Linked DNA regions of Triticum aestivum: region 1 is linked to region 2. The links are chromatin contacts, called in public Hi-C maps. All regions are on one chromosome and are shown on one strand. Each heading gives the region's core, a stretch centred on a gene start, on an enhancer-like site or on the middle of the called end of the contact. The rest is flanking DNA. Distances are from core to core; before and after follow the strand shown. Region 1 holds the start of LOC123079983. Region 2 holds the start of LOC123079982 (vacuolar protein sorting-associated protein 53 A).

Region 1 (3,153 bases), core at 73-2,572, 150 kb before region 2:
CTATACTGCAGTCTGACTGTACCTGAGTTCTCCAATTTTGCAAATTGTGTTCCCCAAAGCCCTTCAAAGGCATGACTACAGAGACCATAGGCAATTTCTGCTGGACAGAGTGCTCAAGCTCATCTACGTCATCACAAAGAAATGCAAAACTATGTCCAGATGCCATTTTGCGCCGCATCTTGCGAATTTCCTTTTTTCTGGTAAGAAACCATCAATTGCATTTTGCAAAATAAAGTCAAGTTGCTGCTGGATTTGTGGCACTCAAAACATAGCCAAGATTTTTTTAATACAAAAGTGCTTTTCTGAAGGTCCACAATACCTGACCAGTGAAGCAACAGCCCAACCAAAAGCAAGTAGTAAGCAGATACAGCACCCCTACATAAATTGTGGGAAACTGCATTAGAAATCAGAAGCAAGCCACAGTGTAAACTGTGAAAGCAAATAAATTATGGTATAGATTAAGCTGCAAAGTATTCAGCATCAGACGAAATCTAAACTTTAACCAGTCATGTTCTCCTCTACACTCCAAACGGATAACAAGGCCACGCACACGAAACAAGTAAGAAAGATCGAGATCGACATTGCTTGTCCAAACGAAACCGACAAAGACGGTAAAGCTTATGCTACCACACGGATATACATTAAGTACGTGTAGATTTGCCGGCCTGAGACGTAGAAGATATATCACAATCTTCCAATTGCGTCGCTTCCAAAGCATGGAAGCAGAGATATTAACTTGCGGTTTACCGCCGTGAGAGCGAAACCTAGCAACTTCCCCACGGTAAGTTACAACCGGTGCCGAGCGGAAAATTCTCCGCCCAGAATTACCCCTCGAAAAGTACCAATAGTAAAAAATATTTGAAAAGAAAAATCCGCGCTTTACCCGGCCACGGAGCAATTCCGCGGCGCCGCCACGAATCGACCGAAACGAGGGGGGCAGGCGAGGGCTCGGGGGGGAGGCGGGCCTCACCTGGATCTGGAAGAAGACCGCGACGGAGCTGCAGAAGGCGCGGCTGGCGGCGGCGAGCATCGCGTCGGCGGCGGCCTCCATTGCCGCCATTGCCGCGGCGGCGTTCCCCTCCCCCTGGCGCTTCTGCCGCGGCGGGCGCGTGCCGGAGCTCCTGGGCGGGCCGCGGGGGGGTGAGGGGAGGGAGCGGAGAGGCCGCGTGGGGCGGAGCGGTCTCTCGCTGGATCTCTGGCCTGGAGAGCGGTAAGAAACCGAAGAAGAGAAGAGAAGAGAGCTAGGGTCCCCGGTCGCGTGCGAAATTTGTATGTGCTCCGCTGCGCTTGCGGCCAGCCAGCGCTGAATACTGCTGTGCGTGTGCTGTTTGACGTGGGGTTTTCTTCTCTTGCGGGTTAACCAATCTGGGCTCGGTGGTCTTTGGGATCAGGGCCGCGTCGCTTCTGCCCCCTGGGCCCCACCCTGTCCCTCCGTTTTGAACCGGGGCTGCGATGCTACGGGCACACCGCGTCCGTGTACACGGAAGTGGTGTGACGCGATGGAAGAGAGGGGAGGAGATGAAATTGTCGCGCCACGAGGTTTGATCCGACGACTGAGAATTATGCTGTGGCTTACTGACAGTTGCGCGCGCGTGTGTAATACATGGCTTGCACGCTATATATCGCATCGAATATGTATCACCAAAATGTAACCGGTAGGTGGGAGGATGGGTGGATGTCGCGGGGTTGCAAGCCGATGGAAGGTGCCAAAGGGAGCACCGTGGGCGACAGCGCATACTACAAATGTGACAGTGCGGTATACGATGGATTTCGAAACATCAATGAGTTGTAAACGACAGATCTTCATTAATAATTAAGAGAGTATTTATGTATTACGATGGGGTAATAAATGCGGTAGAAAACCGTGTGTTGTGCACACGGAAGTGGTGTGACGCTAATTATTAATGGAAGGTGAAATCGGCGCGCCACGAGGTTCGATCCAATGGCTGAGAATTATGTTATGGCTTGCTGGCAATTTGTGTGCCTGTGTGTAATACATGGCTTACACGATAGAGCTTCCGTACACAGTATATGTCGCATCGAATACGTATCACCAAGATGTTGCCGGTAGGTGGGAGGATGGGTAGATATTGCGCGGATGCAAACATATGGAAGGTGCCAAAGGGAGCACCGTGGGCGACAGCGCATACTACAAATGTGACAGTGCGGTATATGATGGATTTCGAAACATCAATGAGCGGTAAATGGAAAATCTTTACTAATATTTGCGAGAGTATTTATGCACTACGAGAGGGTAATAAATGCGAAATCATGTGTCACGAGATTGAAAACTTAATTTTCTCTACTTATTTGACCATGGTCTTTTGCTGGTCTACATTTTTTTTGATCAATTATGAGATTTCTTCTATATTCGTATACATAAGCAAGAACCATGTTGAATATATAGCATTAAGGCCACAAAAATTTGTACTCCCTTCTTCCTAAAATCTTAGCGTTTAAGTTTTCTCAAAAATTCCCAAAATTTAAGGCATGTTAGCACTTAACTCATGATATTCTTCCTTGTACGGTCAGCGTAAGCTAACCCTTGCTAATCGTGGATTATCCAACCACATTTGTTAAAGGATATCGTGAAGGAAACTTTCTGTAACCATGGTTCAGTAATTTGCGTTTAGCCTTGCACTAATTTCCATGCCAGAAGCTTACACACCATACATAATGGGAAGGAGGGAGTATCTATATACCGATGCATTTTTCAATAAAGGTCGGTTCTATTAAATCAAAAAGAACGGCCAAACACATGAACGATATGATAAAAAAAATAACTCGACACATTGGCGACAGTAAAGTCCTAAGTGACTGACACTATGCCTATGTCAAGGGAGGTTGTCGTCCGATCCGAGATTATGCTGCCACCCATGTTGGGTAAATACCTCTTTGACCACCCTCTCCAACCACATACGAAGCAAGTGCGTACAACAGAAAATAATATGCAAAGCAGAAGAACTTTTGTCCAGAAAACAAAATCATTTCTACACGGCCATAACCACTATAATAAGGCAAACACTCCCACCCTTATTAGCGCATGAACCCTACTTGGAATTCCATCCATCCAGTGACCATAAGTATTGGCAAAACTTTTGGGTGGATACAAATTGGACGTTATTTAGATGACCTGCCATGTAGAGCGTGCAA
Region 2 (3,385 bases), core at 348-2,847:
ATGGTTACAGTAAGAGGTAGCATGGAGATCAACGCTAGAAAGTTTGCAGATGTATCGCCGATTAATGTGTCTTACACGCTTACCTCGAGTTGTGCAGCTGCTTCTTTGTACTGACGCTTTGAGGCCATGACCTGAAGTTGCTCGACAGCAGAAACTGGACATGACGTATGCACATTATGAATTAGCTTGGGTGGATGTATTTTTTCTACTGAACATTTATTTTTAAGCACAATAGCACAAACCCCAAATAAAGTGAAGTAAAGAAACTAACCAAGCATAGTAAGGCGGTGAAGAGCCGTTATTGTAGTTGTTATATGCCTCTTGGCGCAATCCAACTTTTTAATGTCTCGGCAGATTTCTTGAACCATTGTTTCACTTTGCTCAGCCTTTGTTTTTATTTCACGTATCTTATACATTAGTTCCTGTTAGTACACAGCAAAGTTAAACTCCAATCATTTCATTAAGTGTGCACTCCAGTACCTGATTAACATCCTACCCTTTTCCCCCCAAATAAACATCCTACCGTTTCCAGAGCTAATCTAACTATAGCTTAGTAAGGCTTGCCGCTCAATCAATTATGCAGTAAGTTCATTGTGATTAATATGCAAATCACAAGGAAAAGGGAAAATATGACCTGAACAGCATTTGTGGCAGCAGCAAGTTCTTCCTTGGCCTTGGTTCCCGAGTTACTCTGCAGAGTAGCAATATCTTCCCGTTGTCAGATATAGTATAGCAATAAGCAATAATAAGCACATACCAAGCAATTCTGGGGCTTCCAGCCACACATTCTCATTGAGTGCATATTCAAAGTAAATTCACTGCAATTGCATCATCGCAATACCACACTACCTACTTGCACCAAAGTGCACAACCCATCAGTTTGGGCACATTAACCAGCTCTGATGCAAAGAGTGAAGGTAGTGCAAATCACACCACTGCGCAAATGGAGCACGGGATCACGAGTCCGAACCTGCTGCCGGACGGCGGCGAGGATGCTGGCGTCCACCCGGCGAATCTCGCTCTGAATCTTCTGCATCAGCGGCTCGACCCCCGACAGCGACGCCTCTGCCAAGCAGCAGAAAAACAAACGCAAGCTGTAAACCCTATAATCCTCTAGCAACCAATGCTAAATCCCGGGACAGCGAAGCTCGAAGCGAGCGCATTGCCGCCGCAGCAGCAGCATCGCGAGCGAGCAGCCTATAGCCGAGGAAACGGGAATCGAAATCGAGCGGCGCGCGTACCGGTGGGGAACATCTGGTTGATGTACTCGAGGGCGCTGGACTTGTCCATGCCGGGCAGAGATCTCGCCGCCCCGAGCGCCGGCTCCCCGGGGATCTGGAGGGTTCTAGAAGGATCTGGGAGCAGGGGAGCGCGACTAGAAGGGGGCCGATCCGACGGGACCCGGGCGGTTGGGGAGCCGGGCTCCCTCTCGCGTGCGCGGGAGAGGAAATGGAAGGCGGGGGCTCGTCGGCGGGGTCGTCCGCGTCGGCGTCGGCGTCGCCCGCTCGACCGATTTGTGCTCGGCGGCGGTGGGCGCCGAGTCGTGACGAGTCGGTTGCTGGCAGGTGGAACCCCGGTATACCCGCTTTCCTGCTCTGAACCTGAACTTCACTTGGTAGTTAGGCTATTTTAAAAAAAAAAACTTGTTGGTCGAGTAGAATGAAATGCACATAGTGACTTTCTTGCTAGTGAGGGGGTCATGCAGAATTAGTGAGCTAATAATAGTACGAATATTCAAATATACACAAGCTTCTAAAACCTACGCTTAAGGTTCAAATTTCAAGGTTGGCGAGTTCCAACGAGGTTAGGGTTTGGTGGACGAAGAGCCGAACACGTAGCTTCGGACGCACTGGCAAAGTAAGGGGGAAAGCCGATTACCACAACATCATCAAGCCCTCGCATGAATGCGTTGTTGATCAATGCTACCGCAACTAGGATCATATAGATGGTAACAAATCCGCCTGTTGCGCTCGTCGCTTCCCCACAATAGTGACTAGGCCCTAACAGTGACTTGGTCTAATTTTTTGAATTTTGCATGAACTGCAAAGCAGGTATTTGGTGGACTTGGCTTTGCTCATGTAATTGTTGTCTGGTCATCCAAATCTCAATGGTATAGTTGATACAAGTTTTTGTTGCTGCTGATTGTGTACTTCATTTGGTTATTGTTGATTGCTCTTGTTCACATAATTGCTTTCTTGTTGATGTGTGTAGTTGATGCAGAGGAGAAACTGTTTACTGTGTAGTTGACTATTTCACTTTTTACTGTTGTGTAGTTCATGCAAGTCTTTTTGTGCAATTTTGTTGTAGTTTCACAGGTGGATCGGATCTATGATATGCCGTGATTTTTGTGATATATGATGATCGCTGTGTATGCAGGCAAGTTGTAATGCCAGATTGGAACAAAGATTAACTAAAATAAAATCAGTGAAACATGGCTAAAATAGTGTGAAGTCAATATTATCAGTTAAACAACACACCATTTCAGTTCAGTATAAAACTCAGACGACAATAACCAAAAAGGACTGGGAACTGGACTTGGTGTCAAATTAAAAGAGCAACAAAGATGTTTTGGATATTTCAATAAGGACTACATACGGACTGAAATGAGTGAACACACACACCAAAACATGTCTATATACATCCTATTTAGAAAAAAGGTTAGAACATCTTATAATTGTGAACAAAGGAAATAGTGGGGAACCGGGAACTCATACAAACTCTCAAGTGATACTACTGAATACTGATACTGGTGTTAACACAACTTCAAACCGGAGATGGTGTCGCACAAAAAAAAATGGAGACGGCGTCGTGACAACTGATCTTACAGTGAAAGCGAGTTGTGTTTGTAGCTAAAACTTTGAGGTGTTATGTACAGGGTACAGGTACAGTCGTTCATGTTCATGTCACATGCCTGTTACAAACTTACAGTCAAATTCTACTCCAGAATTTCTTCGAACTCTGCCCTTTCCGAATGACCGGCCAGAGAAAACCTACCAGCACAGCAACTGCGGAGCCTGGGGGCTGATCCGCTGCACGGATGGCAGCAGCCTTAGAGTCACCAAGCATAGCTTCTGAGTTGGCCCCTTGAAAGTTGACATTCCAGATCCGAGGTTTGCATGGACAGGTCCTTCCTGTTCGAAGCTCCAGCGCAATGTCTGAAAGGTCATCACCGTTCATCATCTCTTGCTCTATTGTTTCTTAGCCAACGCAAGGGCTTTTGCCAAGTTCGATTTGGCAGCATCAAGCAAGTCGTCAGACTTGACAGCCTTCTCGAAACAGCTTACAGCATCCTCCCAACGGCCCTCCGCGACAAACACAAGCCCCAGGTTGTTGTTGGCTGGTGCATACCCAGGACAAATTTCCAAAGACCTGGATAACATCTTTC

Evidence for each region. Hi-C and Micro-C count contacts between places; a contact is called where the count stands out from the background.
Region 1: a contact with region 2 is called in a Hi-C map of an unstated tissue, with 5 times the contacts expected there. The contact joins the promoter of LOC123079983 here to the promoter of LOC123079982 in region 2. A contact is called at or near these places in 5 of 5 Hi-C or Micro-C datasets (leaf, root and an unstated tissue) and 1 of 1 datasets of contacts at active chromatin or transcription factors (leaf).

The regions. Positions count from the first base shown.
Region 1 is chr3D:499,697,159-499,700,311 of IWGSC CS RefSeq v2.1, reverse strand. LOC123079983 reads right to left here and starts at 1,322. Exons shown (of 14, transcript XM_044502827.1): 1 at 971-1,322; 2 at 320-375; 3 at 23-197. The coding sequence starts at 1,060.
Region 2 is chr3D:499,544,823-499,548,207 of IWGSC CS RefSeq v2.1, reverse strand. It overlaps LOC123079982 (vacuolar protein sorting-associated protein 53 A), which reads right to left and starts at 1,597. Exons shown (of 24, transcript XM_044502826.1): 1 at 1,242-1,597; 2 at 971-1,065; 3 at 635-691; 4 at 272-422; 5 at 84-154. The coding sequence starts at 1,290. It overlaps LOC123079980 (UDP-N-acetylglucosamine--peptide N-acetylglucosaminyltransferase 110 kDa subunit), which reads right to left. Exons shown (of 12, transcript XM_044502824.1): 12 at 2,726-3,385. The coding sequence ends at 3,189.